2 separate regions of the Mus musculus genome follow, and region 2 is linked to region 1. Evidence: chromatin contacts called from public HiChIP or PLAC-seq data. All regions are on one chromosome and are shown on one strand. The core of a region is the stretch at or near the end of the contact, and the rest is flanking DNA. Distances in the headings are between cores, read along the strand shown.

Region 1 (6,250 bases), core at 1,422-3,921:
CTGTTCTCAACTTGAGTTTTCTCAGCCCCCCCCTCCTCCTCCACCTTCTCTCCCCCCCCTCCACAATTCTTTTTTTCTTGATCTGTCCTGTGTTCTCTACATAAGTAAATTTAAGAAAAGTAAATAAAATAAGATCAAATATTGAGCCAAATTTATCTCAGTCTGAAACTGTTGTAGCATCTCCACAATGTTACCCACTAAGAAGTGACGAACAAGACTCTGCTTCCTTATGTAACGTCGCTAACAGAATTATATATAATTATGTATTAGGTGAAATTATATATAATACTATATGCAATTTTCTGCCAAAGATCTTCACTGGGGAAAAAAATAAGCCTATCCTAAAATAAACACATACACATAGAGGAGTCAAAAGAGAAGAAGGCAAGAGAAGAGGAGACGAGGGGGAAAGGCAGAAGCAGCAGAATCTATCGGCTTGGATGCACACTTCAAAGCAAATATTCTACCACTGAGTCACAGGCCCAGCCCTTGTTTTTTTGAGACAGTGTCTCACTGGCCTCCAACTCAAGATTCTCCTGCCCCAACCTGTCAGTCCTAGAATTGCAGAGTGCACCAGCATACCAGGCTAGCTCTCAGAGACTCCATATATAGGAGTCTGATAGGTGGCTCCGTGGATAAGATCTTTGGTTTTGCAAGCAAAGTCTGAGTTCAAGTCTCCAGCACTCATGTAAAACTCCAGGCATGGCTGCCTGTGCCTACAACCCCAGGATTAGGTGGGGATGAAAACAGGTGAATTCCAAGAGCTTGCTAGCCAGCCAGCATTGGCCCAGTTGTGCTTTGAGGAAACAGGGAGTCTAATCCACTCCATCTGGTAAAGATGTGAAGTCAGAGAAAGAACAGAAAGTGTCCCACATCAGTTGGGTGTGCTTGGATGAACATGTTATGTGAAGCAGGAAGCTGCCAGTGCCCTGTCTTGTCTGACTGTATTTCTCACAGTCTCCTTAAGCAGCGGCTTCATGAGCTAAGGGTGAACCAACAGGTCTGTTTATGAAAAATCTGCTCCTAGGCCCATCCAGGGGCCTCTATGGCTTTTTGCCGTCTAATAATTGGACTGCAGATACGCGAACATAGGAAATCAGGAGGCCGGCAGAGTTCCCACCTATGGAGGAATTAATGCAGACAGCAGGGTACTCGATCCGTGCTTTCTAGTAATCCCTTCAAATCTGCATTTCTTCCAGAAGGCTTTTTATTTCAAAACCCATTTTAAAAGTCAATGATCATTAAGCATGCAGAGACGTGAGTGGGTTTCCGCTCTGTATTTCATTTGACTTGCTTCCAAATTGCTGTCCCTTCATTCGAGGTTTCCGTGTGTGTGTGGGGGGGGGGGGAGCATTGGAAGTTAAATGAACCTTTCTCTGGGTCTTAGAGACCTTTCTCTGAGTCTTAGAGACACCTGAACCCAGTGGAGACCTGTTTTCCTGCCATGCGGCTTCTACAAGGCCGGAATCCCCCTGCCCCACATTCCTGAGAGAGCTAGCTACTAGATACTAGTGTTTCACAGACCCACAGCCCTACCTGGGCTCTCTGGAATCTGTAGGTATGGCATAATACTAATGTTCTTCTCTGACACCATCTGTTGTCCCTTCTCCAGGAAAAAAGTCCCTGCCTGTCTGTATACTCCTGTGGCTGTGAATGGATCAGATCACACCTGCCTCCTCCCTTTGTTCTTTCCCTTGATCCTCTAGGGTAAAGAGAACCAGTTGGCAGCTTGGCAAGGTGACTCTTTTATAAGGGCATGTCCTGAGGTAGCACACGGCCTCTTCCTGGCCAGGGTAACTGCTGGTACAGGATAGAACGTCTTGGTGCTTGGCCTCCGGAGTCGCCATTCATTACACAGTCTTTATCTTTGTGCATATCCTGGAACAATACTCTTAAATAAATACTCTCAGGGCCATTTTTTTTCTTCTGTGGGTATTTACTTTGTGTTTCCATGATCTCAATGGGACCCAGAAATGAAGGAGACGGGAGGTTTAGCAAATAAGCATTTGCCACTGTCTACGCACAAGGGGACAACTGTGAGGGACGGTGTTTTGTTTTCCAAGGGAGGCACGTCATTGATACGACACAGCCCATGTGTATGAGCACACGGCGGCTTGGAAGTTTCCATTTGACCCCGAGTGACAGATAAGCCTATATCGAGTGAGCAGAGGCAAGCTGGGCTGGAGGGCAGGAGGCCTTGGCACTGAGCAGCCTCTGCCCCCTGAGGCTTGGTCACGCCTTTTGACTGTCCGGGCTTTTAAGAGCACTATGCAATCAGGGAAGACTCCAGGATTTCATGCCTGATACTCTGAATGGTTGTGTGTTTAATGAGATTCTGTCACCTGAATTCTGTAGTCTGAAAAAAAAAAATGAAAATTATAGTCTAGTTTGAAAATCTGCTTCTTTTCACCATGGCCTATTTGCCACCACAATTTCAGTGGCATTGGCAGATTTTGTTTTATTTTATTTTATTTCATTTTTACATCTGGGTATATGAAAGCTTAGCTGGGGAAGTCTCCACAAATGAAAGTACAGCAGTCATAGATGGGTATCTACTAGAGATCTACCCACGTTCATCAGTGAAAACCCAACTGCCAATCCTAAGTTCGTCTCCCTCTGCTCATCCTTGTTAGCTAGAAGCACAAAGGTCCACTCACCACAAGCCAGGTTCCCATGAGAACCTGCCAAGAGGAACCATGAAAGAGGAAGAGGAAGTCCAAGCTCCCCAAGGCCATTGTGTTTATTTGTTCCAAAGCTAGACTGGCCTCATTCATACCTTAGGACAGCGGGTGTGTTCTTGTATGATGCCCAGAGGATGATGGGACATTTTTCCAGGGGCCTGGGAGAGAGTGGACCTATTTCTTTGTTTCTTTTATTTAAAAAAGCAGGCAACATCCAGATCCTACATCAACGAATCTGTCTCTCCCTTGCATCTTTCCAGACTGGCCTACGATAGAGGCAAGCCAGGGGAACTCCTACCTAGCCAGACAAATCTGGCCTCCTCAGAACCTGAAGGAACCCAGGGCATTTGCCCAAGGGCCCTACCTACTCCTTCTCAGGTAAAGGAGCACAGCTCACAGAGCTGAGAGACCTTTCAAATTTGAACACTGGGACTTATGGGCAAGCTGCAATGGCAGCGCAACCACCTGGTAGATCAGGGGTTGGCTTATCCTCTCTTTGTCCCAAAGGGTCGCAGGAATCACCTTTTAAAAAAAATGGATATTTTCTTTATTTACATTTCAAATGTTTTCCCCTTTCCAGGCCTCCCTTCTGAAACCCCCATCCCATCTCTCCTCCCCCTACCTCTATGAGGATGCTCCCCCACCCACCCACCTACTCCTAGCTTCCTGCACTGGCATTCCTCTACACCCTTAGGACCCCTCTTCCCATTGATGTCCAACAAAGCCATTCTCTGCCACACATGCAGCCAGCTCCATGGGTCCCTCCATGTGTATTCTTTGTTTGGTGGTCCAGTCCCGGGGTCTGGGGGGATGGGGCAGGTCTGGCCGGTTGACACTGTTGCTCCCTCCATGTGACTGCAAACCCCCTCAGCTCCTTCAGTCCCTTCTTCAACTCCTCCATCGGGGAACCCTACGCTCAGTCCAATGGTTGGCTGCAAGCTTCCACCTCTGTATTTGTCAGGCTCTGGCAGATTCTCTCAGGAGGCAGCCATATCAAGTTTCCATTAGCAAGCACTTCCCAGCATCCACAATACCATCTGTATTCTACACCAAGCTGGGCGAGAAGCAGAGCAGAGGTGCTATAGACATCTGTAGACCCAGAACCTGGGAAGCCAACATAGAAGGATCCAGAGGGTGATGCCAGCAAGAAAGTGTCTTAAAATTTTTGAGAACAATCTCTGAGCAAAGAAGGTAACATATCTGAGGCCTAGAATTCCAGTCTTTAGCCCTGGAGGTCAATGGGACTATAGTAGACACAGCACTCCTTTGTAATGTCCAGACTGAGTAAAACCCTCAGACGTATAGGGTGGGTTTGATTTTCCAAAGGAGCACATTGTGTGGATCTTTGTGGGCATGTGTGTGCATGCATATGAAGGCCAGAGGTCAGCCTCAGGTAGCACCCCTTGGGATCTGGCTACCTTGTCTCTCTTGGAGGACCTGAAGCTCACTGATTAGGCTATAGTGGTTGGCCGGTGAGCTTAAGGGACCTGCCTGTCTCTGCTTCCCCAGTGCTGGGATTTCAAGACTGTACCACCACCCCTGGCTTTTTATGTGGGTCCTGGATATTGAAGATGAATCCCCGTGCTTACGTAACTTCACTGACAGCTGTCTTCCCAGCTGCGGGTATTTTGATCCCAGTCAAGTGCGCAGGGTCAGTTATTAGGTTGTGCAATAGTGCTTTCTAATGCTAAAGGCAATGGATGTGTAGGAGGGGCAAGCAGAGCTACCAGTAGTGACAGCAGCATCCTCAGAGAAGATTTAGGAGCTTCCGAAGCTCACTCCTCTGTAATTACCATCCATTTCATTTAACGACACTGCCGATGTCCTGTAAAACACGAAGCATAGAAATGCCACCTGCAACAAACCCCCCACGACCAAGTACACAAGAGAAACAGGCAAAATTCATACCCAAGAAGAGCGATTTCCTATAAAACCTGACAGTTGGGTGCAGGTGTCACCTGGGCTGGACTAGGAAGTGACTACTGGTAGGGCATCCCTTCTGAATGGACCTGTGAGGAGCTTCAAGAGAAGATGAGGCTGTGAGTCAGTGGACAGTGTGGAAGAGAGCCGTCCTCAGGGTGGGCAGGCACCATGGGAGGGCAGATGAGGCTGTGAGTCAGTGGACAGTGTGGAAGAGAGCCGTCCTCAGGGTGGGCAGACACCATGGGAGGGCAGATGAGGCTGTGAGTCAGTGGACAGTGTGGAAGAGAGCCGTCCTCAGGGTGGGCAGGCACCATGGGAGGGCAGATGAGGCTGTGAGTCAGTGGACAGTGTGGAAGAGAGCCGTCCTCAGGGTGGGCAGGCACCATGGGAGGGCAGATGAGGCTGTGAGTCAGTGGACAGTGTGGAAGAGAGCCGTCCTCAGGGTGGGCAGGCACCATGGGAGGGCAGAACAAAGAAGGCAGGAAACAGAGTCTCCTTCCTGCAGCTGATTCTCTTCTGTCCAGGGACTACCTGCTCTTGGGGGATTTCTCTCCTCCATAACTGCAGGAGCCAAACTCCCATAAATATGTTCACCTGTCTGTGTGTCTATCTACCTGACATCTATTTAATCTGTCCATGTATAATTCACTCCTTCATCTATCTGATATTTCCATCTATCCATCATCTATCTGATATTTCCTGGTACTTACCATCTGCCTACCGGTCAAATATCTAACCTAGCTGTCATTTATCAATCATCATCTCTCTGTCTAACCCATCCTTCCATGCATCCACTTACCACTGATCCATTTCTCTAATCTATCCCTCCATTCATCAGGCAGTCCATTCATCTGACTGGTTTTCCCCCTCTCTCTAGATCTCTAGAAAACATGTAACAGAAAAACCCTAAGGCTTCCAAACCTTCGGTGATGGTCACTGGGAGACCAGAGACAAATCCCCACGCAGACTCTAATCCTGTATGTGTGAACCTTGTATAGAGCTAGTGCAGCCCTCAGATAGTGAGATTCAGGGTGTGTCTGGTGTGCAATGGTGGTGGCAATCGACTCAAGTAGTAAATGATTTACTTCATGGTAGAGTGTTACATGAAGACATTTATTTTCATGTCTGGATGATATGTGTCAAACTGAGGTTTCCATTCAAATTCCTTTTTAGGATATTAAACTGTATTTATTCGAAATATGGGAGAAGCCTGACAACCAGAATGACTTCCCCAGCTTTGTGTGTTTGAAAACTTGGTCCCCAGCTCCTAGCACTGTTTGAGTAGCTATGGAGCCTTTAGGAGGTGGACCCTAGCCAGAGGAGCTGGCTCTTCCGAGGGTGGAACTTGAATTGAAAGCAGAGGCCCACACTCTTACAGCAGCAAGCCTGGTCCTCCCTGAGAGCATAGAAGGTTTATCGTGTGTAACAGGCAACCTGCTGCCCAAGCATATGAAGCACCTTCCTCAGTACATGTGAGTGTATGTGTGTGTGCATGCATGTGTGAGGGAACTGCATAAGTGTGGGTGCACACATGTGAGTGTGTATAGAGTTAGGGATGCTTCTGCCTCTCTGGAGACCTCTTAACACACAAGAGAAAGTAGGGGACGGAGCCAGCTAACCTCTTCTGTTTCACTAATGGGAATACT
Region 2 (6,250 bases), core at 955-3,454, 42 kb after region 1:
AATTCATCTCCTAGTTAATCATGCGTGCCTTGCATTGCAATAATTGCCTGTTTCAAGTCTGTCTTTAACTTCTCCTGTGATTATGGCCACACTGTCCATGAGAGCCGCGCAGACCAGACTTTGCATAGCTCTCTATCTCCTACAACTCTTAAGGATAAGTGGATTACATCTCCAGAAATAGCTCGCTGTGGCTCTGACAGTGGTCTACTGTCCTTTCTAAGGCCCATGTGAGCGTGACACACTGTCAGAGCCACCATGTCTCACAGTAGTTATCCCATGAAGAACATTTGCCCTCATGACTGTTGTGCCTGAGGATGCTGCCTGATGAGCAGTAAGCGGGGGCGGGGGCAGGGGGGACAGACTTCTTGGCCAAAGTTAAAATGTGTACAGACAAGTAAGAAGGCAATATATGTGGGGGAAATATACCAAATGATTCTTTTCCATTGTTTTTCCTTTTAGTCTGTATTTAAAGGGTTTTTATAAAGAATAAATACTGTCATTTATTTAGCATGCATTTAAATCACTAAATTGATGTGTGTATGTGTGTATGTGTGCACTTGCATGTGTATGTGCATGTGTGTGTGTGTGTACTCATGTGTGTGTGTGCATGTGTGTGAGTGTATGAACATGTGTATGCACATGCGTGTGTGTATGCATGCACATGTATGTGCATGTGTGTGAGCATGTGAGTGCACATGCATGTGTGTTTGCATGCACACATGTGTGTGCATGTGTGTGGGTGTGTGAGCATGTGTGTGCACGTGTATGTGTGTGTGCATGTGGAGGGGTGGGGTTTGTATTTTTTTCTTACATAATTTTAGGAGCCTTGAACAATTAATTGGTCCACTCCAGGTAGTGAGAACACACAACAGCTTGTCACCAATTCTTCCTTCCTTTCTTTAAGCTATGAAGGCTGAGGTGAAAGGGTACCTCGTAGACGGGGCCAATGGCAGAAGGCAGACTAGGGTTTCATTGCTTTCCTCCTCGCCCCACACTGAGACAGAGCAGCTTTTGCTCACCTCTGCCCCCAAACTCCCAGGAGAGTTATAAGTCCTGGGTAATGTGGCTGTCCAAGTATGAGAGATGTCAGTCATACAGCTCCAGAAAAGGGATCATGAGGTGGCCTAGATCTCCTGTGTGGCCTATCACCTTGTCTTAAATCTCTCTCTTGTTTTGTTTTGTTTTGTTTTGTTTTGTTTTGTTTTCGAGACAGGGTTTCTCGGTGTAGCCACCACCACGGCTTAAATCTCTTACTGAGCCGAAGAAGTGTGTGTTCCTCCGAGTGGTGCAGAGTCAACTGTTTCTTCTGCCTGATGTATTCTCAGGACGGGGACTTGTGGGCTTCAAGGAAACCCATCCAAGCAGGGTGCTGTGGACCACAGCAGGAGGTCAGACAGGCTAAGCTGCCTGTGCCCCCTCCCCCAAGAGGCTGTGGGTTCCAAAGTCTGGGTTCCCAGAGGCGTGATGACAAAAGGCAGCTGTGGTCCTTTGGGTTTCTGAAAGTGTTCCTTCCTGGTAGAGAAAAACAAGGACATATTGACAGACTAGTTCTTTTCATAGCCTGATAGCAGTCTGTGCTGTTCAGACGCAAAGGAAACACAGGGTACCAGCTCACTGTGCTTCGCATTAGCGTTCCCAGGACTCCGGCTCCTGGGGGAGAGAGTGCTCAGATGGGCCAAGGCTGGGGGTGGGGACCAAAGACACTGCTTCCCTTCATTTATTGTTTAACACCGTCAACCACCCACGTGTTTTGTTTGGTTTGTTTTGATTCTCTCCTATTGTTGACCTGGACTTCCTTTCCCCATGATGTCTTTCATGTCCCCCGCCACGTGTGTGTGTCCTCCGTGCCCCCACCCCCACCCCCGAGTGTAAGCTCCTAGGTTTGTAATCTTGGAAGCATCATTTATTTTTCCAGACACTTTGGGAGGAGGAAGGCTAGGTGGGGTCAGGAGCTTGTTTACTGTATGACCTCCCCTCCCCTCCCCTTGCTCGCCTGTCCTCCCTCAGCTCAACCCTGGCTGGTTTGTTTTCAGTGGGATTTTCACTCGCTAGCTGCAAGGTCAGCGCAATGAATCTGGATTGCGCAATAGGTCCCCACAAACACCGAAAAAGCAACGGTCTGACATGTTTGTTTGTTTGGTCCGGCCGTGATTATGTAACTGCCTCTGTTTTCTCTGTGCACTGGTGTCCCTATCCAAGTCTCCAGAAATAGGACAGCAGCCATTCCAGGTAGCAGGGGAATGGCCCTTCCTCACTTTCTGACGATTTTTTTTTACGCTCTTCTGTCTTTGGGGAAAGCGGCAGGCTAAGGAAAACCGGGAAGCCACGCAGACCTCTGCCTGTGACACAGCACGTGGGCTGGCCTCTGGCAACTGACAGAGGGAACATTGCTGCTGATGCGAAGAAAAGTCATCAGAGATTCTAAAAAATAACGGTAAATATAGTGAGTCTTGTTTGGTTTTAATTATAGCTGATTGGTGGTCTGTTTCTAGAAAAAAATAAATCAGTCTGTTAGCTATTACTAACTTTCCTTATTCACTCCCACAGACTATGGCGGATAAGCAAGGAGGGACAGGAGGTGACCAAGGCCACAGTGGGGAGAGACCTAGCAGAGAGAGCACCCACCTCAATCAGGCCACAGCCGGGACGGAGGTTCTGAGCCACGTCTCCTGAGTTCATTTACTCGGTGGAAGTCAATCTTAATTGTCAATTCGATGAGATTTTTAATCGCCATGGAAACAGACCTCTGAGCATGTCACGGAGACAGTTTCTATATCAGGTTAATCGAGGTGAGAAGATCCATGCTCAGTATGGGTATCAGACGAGAAAGAAAGAAAGAAAGAAAGAAAGAGAGAGAGAGAGAGAGAGGAGGGAGGGAGGGAGGGAGGGAGGGAGGGAGGGAGGGAGGGAGGGAGGGGAGGGGAGGGGAGGGGAGGGGAGGGGAGGGGAGGGGAGGGGAGGGGAGGGGAGGGGAGGGGAGGGGGGGAGGGGAGGGGAGGAGGGGAGGGGAGGGGAGAGGAGAGGAGAGGAGAGGAGAGGAGGAAGAAAGGAAGGAAGGAAGGAAGGAAGGAAGGAAGGAAGGAAGAAAGAGAGAGAGAGAGAGAAAGAGAGAGAGAGAGAAAGAAAGAGAGAGAGAAAGAAAGAAAGAGAGAAAGAAGGAAGACTTCCCTGGTTTCTTACTGTGCATGCAGCTTATAGCTGCCTCACCTCACCGGGCCCAGGAGCTATTCACCAGCGTGGACTGACTCTGAAACTGTCAACCACAGCAAATCTTTGCTTCCTAAAGTTGCTTCGCCAGGCAGTTTGTCCAAGTATCAAGGCAAGAACCTTATAAACCCTACCAGAAAGATTCTCCTGTGAGGTCTGGAAAGTACCATGGTCAGCTGGTGGAACTTCTCAAATAACCAGAAACCCAACTCAAAGAGAACTTCCTTGAGACATGAAACTGGAAGAAATTTGCAGACAAATGAACCATGTGCTGTGATAAAGGGTTAGGTGCACACAAATGTGCTTCCAAGTTCCTTGTGGGAAGTCGAGAGCTTTGAGCGGTCCGAAGACTGCCCACAAAACAGTCTCACTGCACTGGGTGGTGCAGGGGTGGAGGGGGTGGGGCCACAGCTACTCTGGCAGAGATAGAGGAAGCTGCATCTCAAATTCTGGAGGGCTCAAGGCAGCTTGGGCCTGACCCAAGGTAGGTCCTCTAAATTAAATGCCTACTTCCTATGAGGGAAACTGTGGGCTCATGAGATGCCCAATCACAGTTGAGACTATTGAGTGTCTGCCTCTGTGGTGAGAGAGAAAGAAAGATGGCCTCAGCCCGGTAAGCTGTGTGTGGTCTCCACTGTGTATCCAGCTTCACACTCATCCCCTGCCTCTATTCTCAACAGGTACATCTGAGGTACAACAGTCTACCTCATAGTGGCCTCTGACAGTCCAAAGCACGAGCGGTCATTGCCAGGGCAGCTCCATTGTCTGCCAGAGCCCTCTCTGCTCTGCTTATAGCTGTCTCATGCCAGCCGAGTCGCTTCAGCATGCAGGTGCCTGCCTCTGCTCACCCCCTGTCAGTTCCCAGGTATGGCATGAAGGGTAATGCCCCGGTGTCTCTAATGACAGTCATCACCTACCTCACAGTTCTAGGAGCCTCGTGTCTGAGTCTGAGGTATAAGCAAGATCCTACACTTCCACGGCCCTAGGAGAGGATCCTTCATGCCTCTCCCAGCTACTGGTGAAGGTCACAGTTTGATCATCTGACTTAAGGACCCAGTGCCCTGCCATCTACCCGTTTCTTCACATGTAGGCAGCTATGCCCAAACAGTCTCCTTATGTAAGTGCTACTCACTCCCCCAACCTACATGCTGCCACCTGACCACTCTGGCAGAGTCACTCTTCACAATGAGACCACATGCCATAAAGAGTCCCTTGAATAGGCTACGCAAGCCCACACTGCCACCCAACCTCAGATCCCATGTTGACCCGTCACTCACATCCCTTCACTGGGCATGTGCGGTTCAACTGGCCAGCTGCAGCCTCAGGGTCCCAGGTCTTCACCCTTCCCACATCCTATTCACCTTGGAAGTTCCTGTTGGTCCTTCAAATGGTTATTAAACTCCTCTAATGTACATTATGTTGGTAAATAGTCACGTACTGTTTGAGCCCACTGAGTATCTTGCTATGGAAGTGGGGTTTGCACTCACATTTCAGACCAAAGTGTGTTTATATCAAGTGTCTTCCAAGACCCTGTGCCCCAAAATAAAACAAAACAAAGCCTATGCTAGCTTAGGCCGAGGGCCTCCTGCTCTGTAGCAAGCAGTTGGAGTCTCTGAGTATTAAAAAGATTGTGTCTTTGGGAACAGCTAGAAGGAAGAGTGTTTCCAGCAGAGGTTACTACAGTTTGACACGTGATACAAAATGTTTGCGGTTGGAAAGAGAAGCTAGGAGCTCATTCGTGGAGAGGGTAGAGAGGACCCTCACAGTCAGGAGCTCCAGCCACCCGATTCCCTGGCCGGTTTCGGCTGGACATCCTGAACTCTTGATCTGATGATGCCACTTTTCTATTCTTTGTTCTTTTACTTGGAAACCCCACCAAGGGAATGCTCAGCCCTACTCTGGACTCTAAGCCAGGTGCCTCAGTGGGACCTCCCTGGTCACATCTGCTCCGTGTTTAAAGCTCCTCTCTTCCCACCCCACTTAACAAGATCCTCTCTCTCTCTCTCTCTCTCTCTCTCTCTCTCTCTCTCTCTCTCCCTACAGATCAGAGACACCAGGATGCCCCCCGTAAAAAATTTTCTTCTTTAAGTTGCCTTGGTCATTGTGTCTAAGTAGCTAAGACACCTTGCTCGGTTTTAAACTCACTCATTCAAAACCAAAACCATAGCTTTCATAAACCATTCTCTGGACTGTACAGAACAACTCCTTAAGGCAAACACATATCTGTGGATTCTATATATGGCCAAGCAGGTGAGTGTCTCCTTGGATGGCTGAGAAATCAGGTAATGATGATAGACATAAAGTACCAAATGTCTATGGTTCCAGGTTAACTCATTCAAGGCACAGGCATGTTTGTGCTGAGTCTGTTTTAATCAATGCAACATGCCTGGGTTTGGGGTTGCTATTTCTCTAGAAATCTCCAAAGATTTCTGCCCTAACTCATAGACTATATAGGTGTGGGCACATTGCAGTCATCTGAAGACCTGCAAACTATGGCATAGTGTAAGACCTTTGCCTCCTGATGTCATTAGCCCTTTCCAAGGGGTGCTTGCTACTTGAGTAATGGCTCCCCAGTGCTCTGTTTATAGGAAGGGGCCTGGAGAGCAAGTCCATCTCTCAGGGTTTGCTTTCCTTTCATTCACATGAGCAGGTCTTAGCAGACAATCCTCCTGGTGTGAGATCTGATGGGAATTTGGGGTCACAGAAGCATATCAGTGAGGGTTGGGGGCTTTGCGAGGTTATCAGATGACCCTCTTGACTTTGCTGGGTCCTGGGAGGCAAGAATGACAGGCAAAGGAGCCACTGAGTAGATGTGAACGCCTTTAATTCCTGTACTGAGGGAAGCACGGGCAGGTGGATCTCTGAGTTCAAGACCAGCTTGGCCTAAAGAACAAGTTCCAGGACAGCTAAAGATAAACAAAGAAACTCTGTCTCAAAAACTCAAAAGCAAAAAAAAAAAAAAAAATAGAGAGAGAGAGAGAGAAATATTAAAAAGTATTTAAGTGTCCAAGGTGTCATGAGCTAGTAGATACAATGTGTAGTC

The links. HiChIP or PLAC-seq counts read pairs in DNA pulled down with a chosen protein or histone mark.
Region 2: an H3K4me3 HiChIP or PLAC-seq map of microglia shows a contact between it and region 1, with 4 times the contacts expected there. The contact joins the promoter of 4833411C07Rik here to the enhancer-like site in region 1. A contact is called at or near these places in 1 of 39 promoter capture datasets (the C10 cell line), 8 of 484 Hi-C or Micro-C datasets (the C10 cell line, the G1E-ER4 cell line, bone marrow-derived macrophages and 3 more) and 6 of 115 datasets of contacts at active chromatin or transcription factors (bone marrow-derived macrophages, double positive thymocytes, embryonic stem cells and 2 more).

Annotation. Positions count from the first base shown.
Region 1 is chr8:10,855,385-10,861,634 of GRCm38.p6, forward strand. It overlaps Gm32540 (a long non-coding RNA gene), which reads right to left. Exons shown (of 3, transcript XR_870139.3): 3 at 336-2,356. Among named protein-coding and RNA genes, the nearest start is that of Gm32540, 7.8 kb to the right of the region's middle. Within about 2 kb of position 2,672, at least 26 of the 459 cell types and tissues checked have an H3K27ac peak or open chromatin away from gene starts, as enhancers often do. A contact at or near this core is called in bone marrow-derived macrophages, liver and microglia, where this site is marked.
Region 2 is chr8:10,897,718-10,903,967 of GRCm38.p6, forward strand. 4833411C07Rik (RIKEN cDNA 4833411C07 gene) reads left to right here and starts at 2,205. Exons shown (of 3, transcript NR_102285.1): 1 at 2,205-2,434; 2 at 2,548-2,789; 3 at 3,888-4,617. Gm2814 (predicted gene 2814) reads right to left here and starts at 2,834. Exons shown (of 2, transcript NR_166616.1): 1 at 2,626-2,834; 2 at 452-1,512.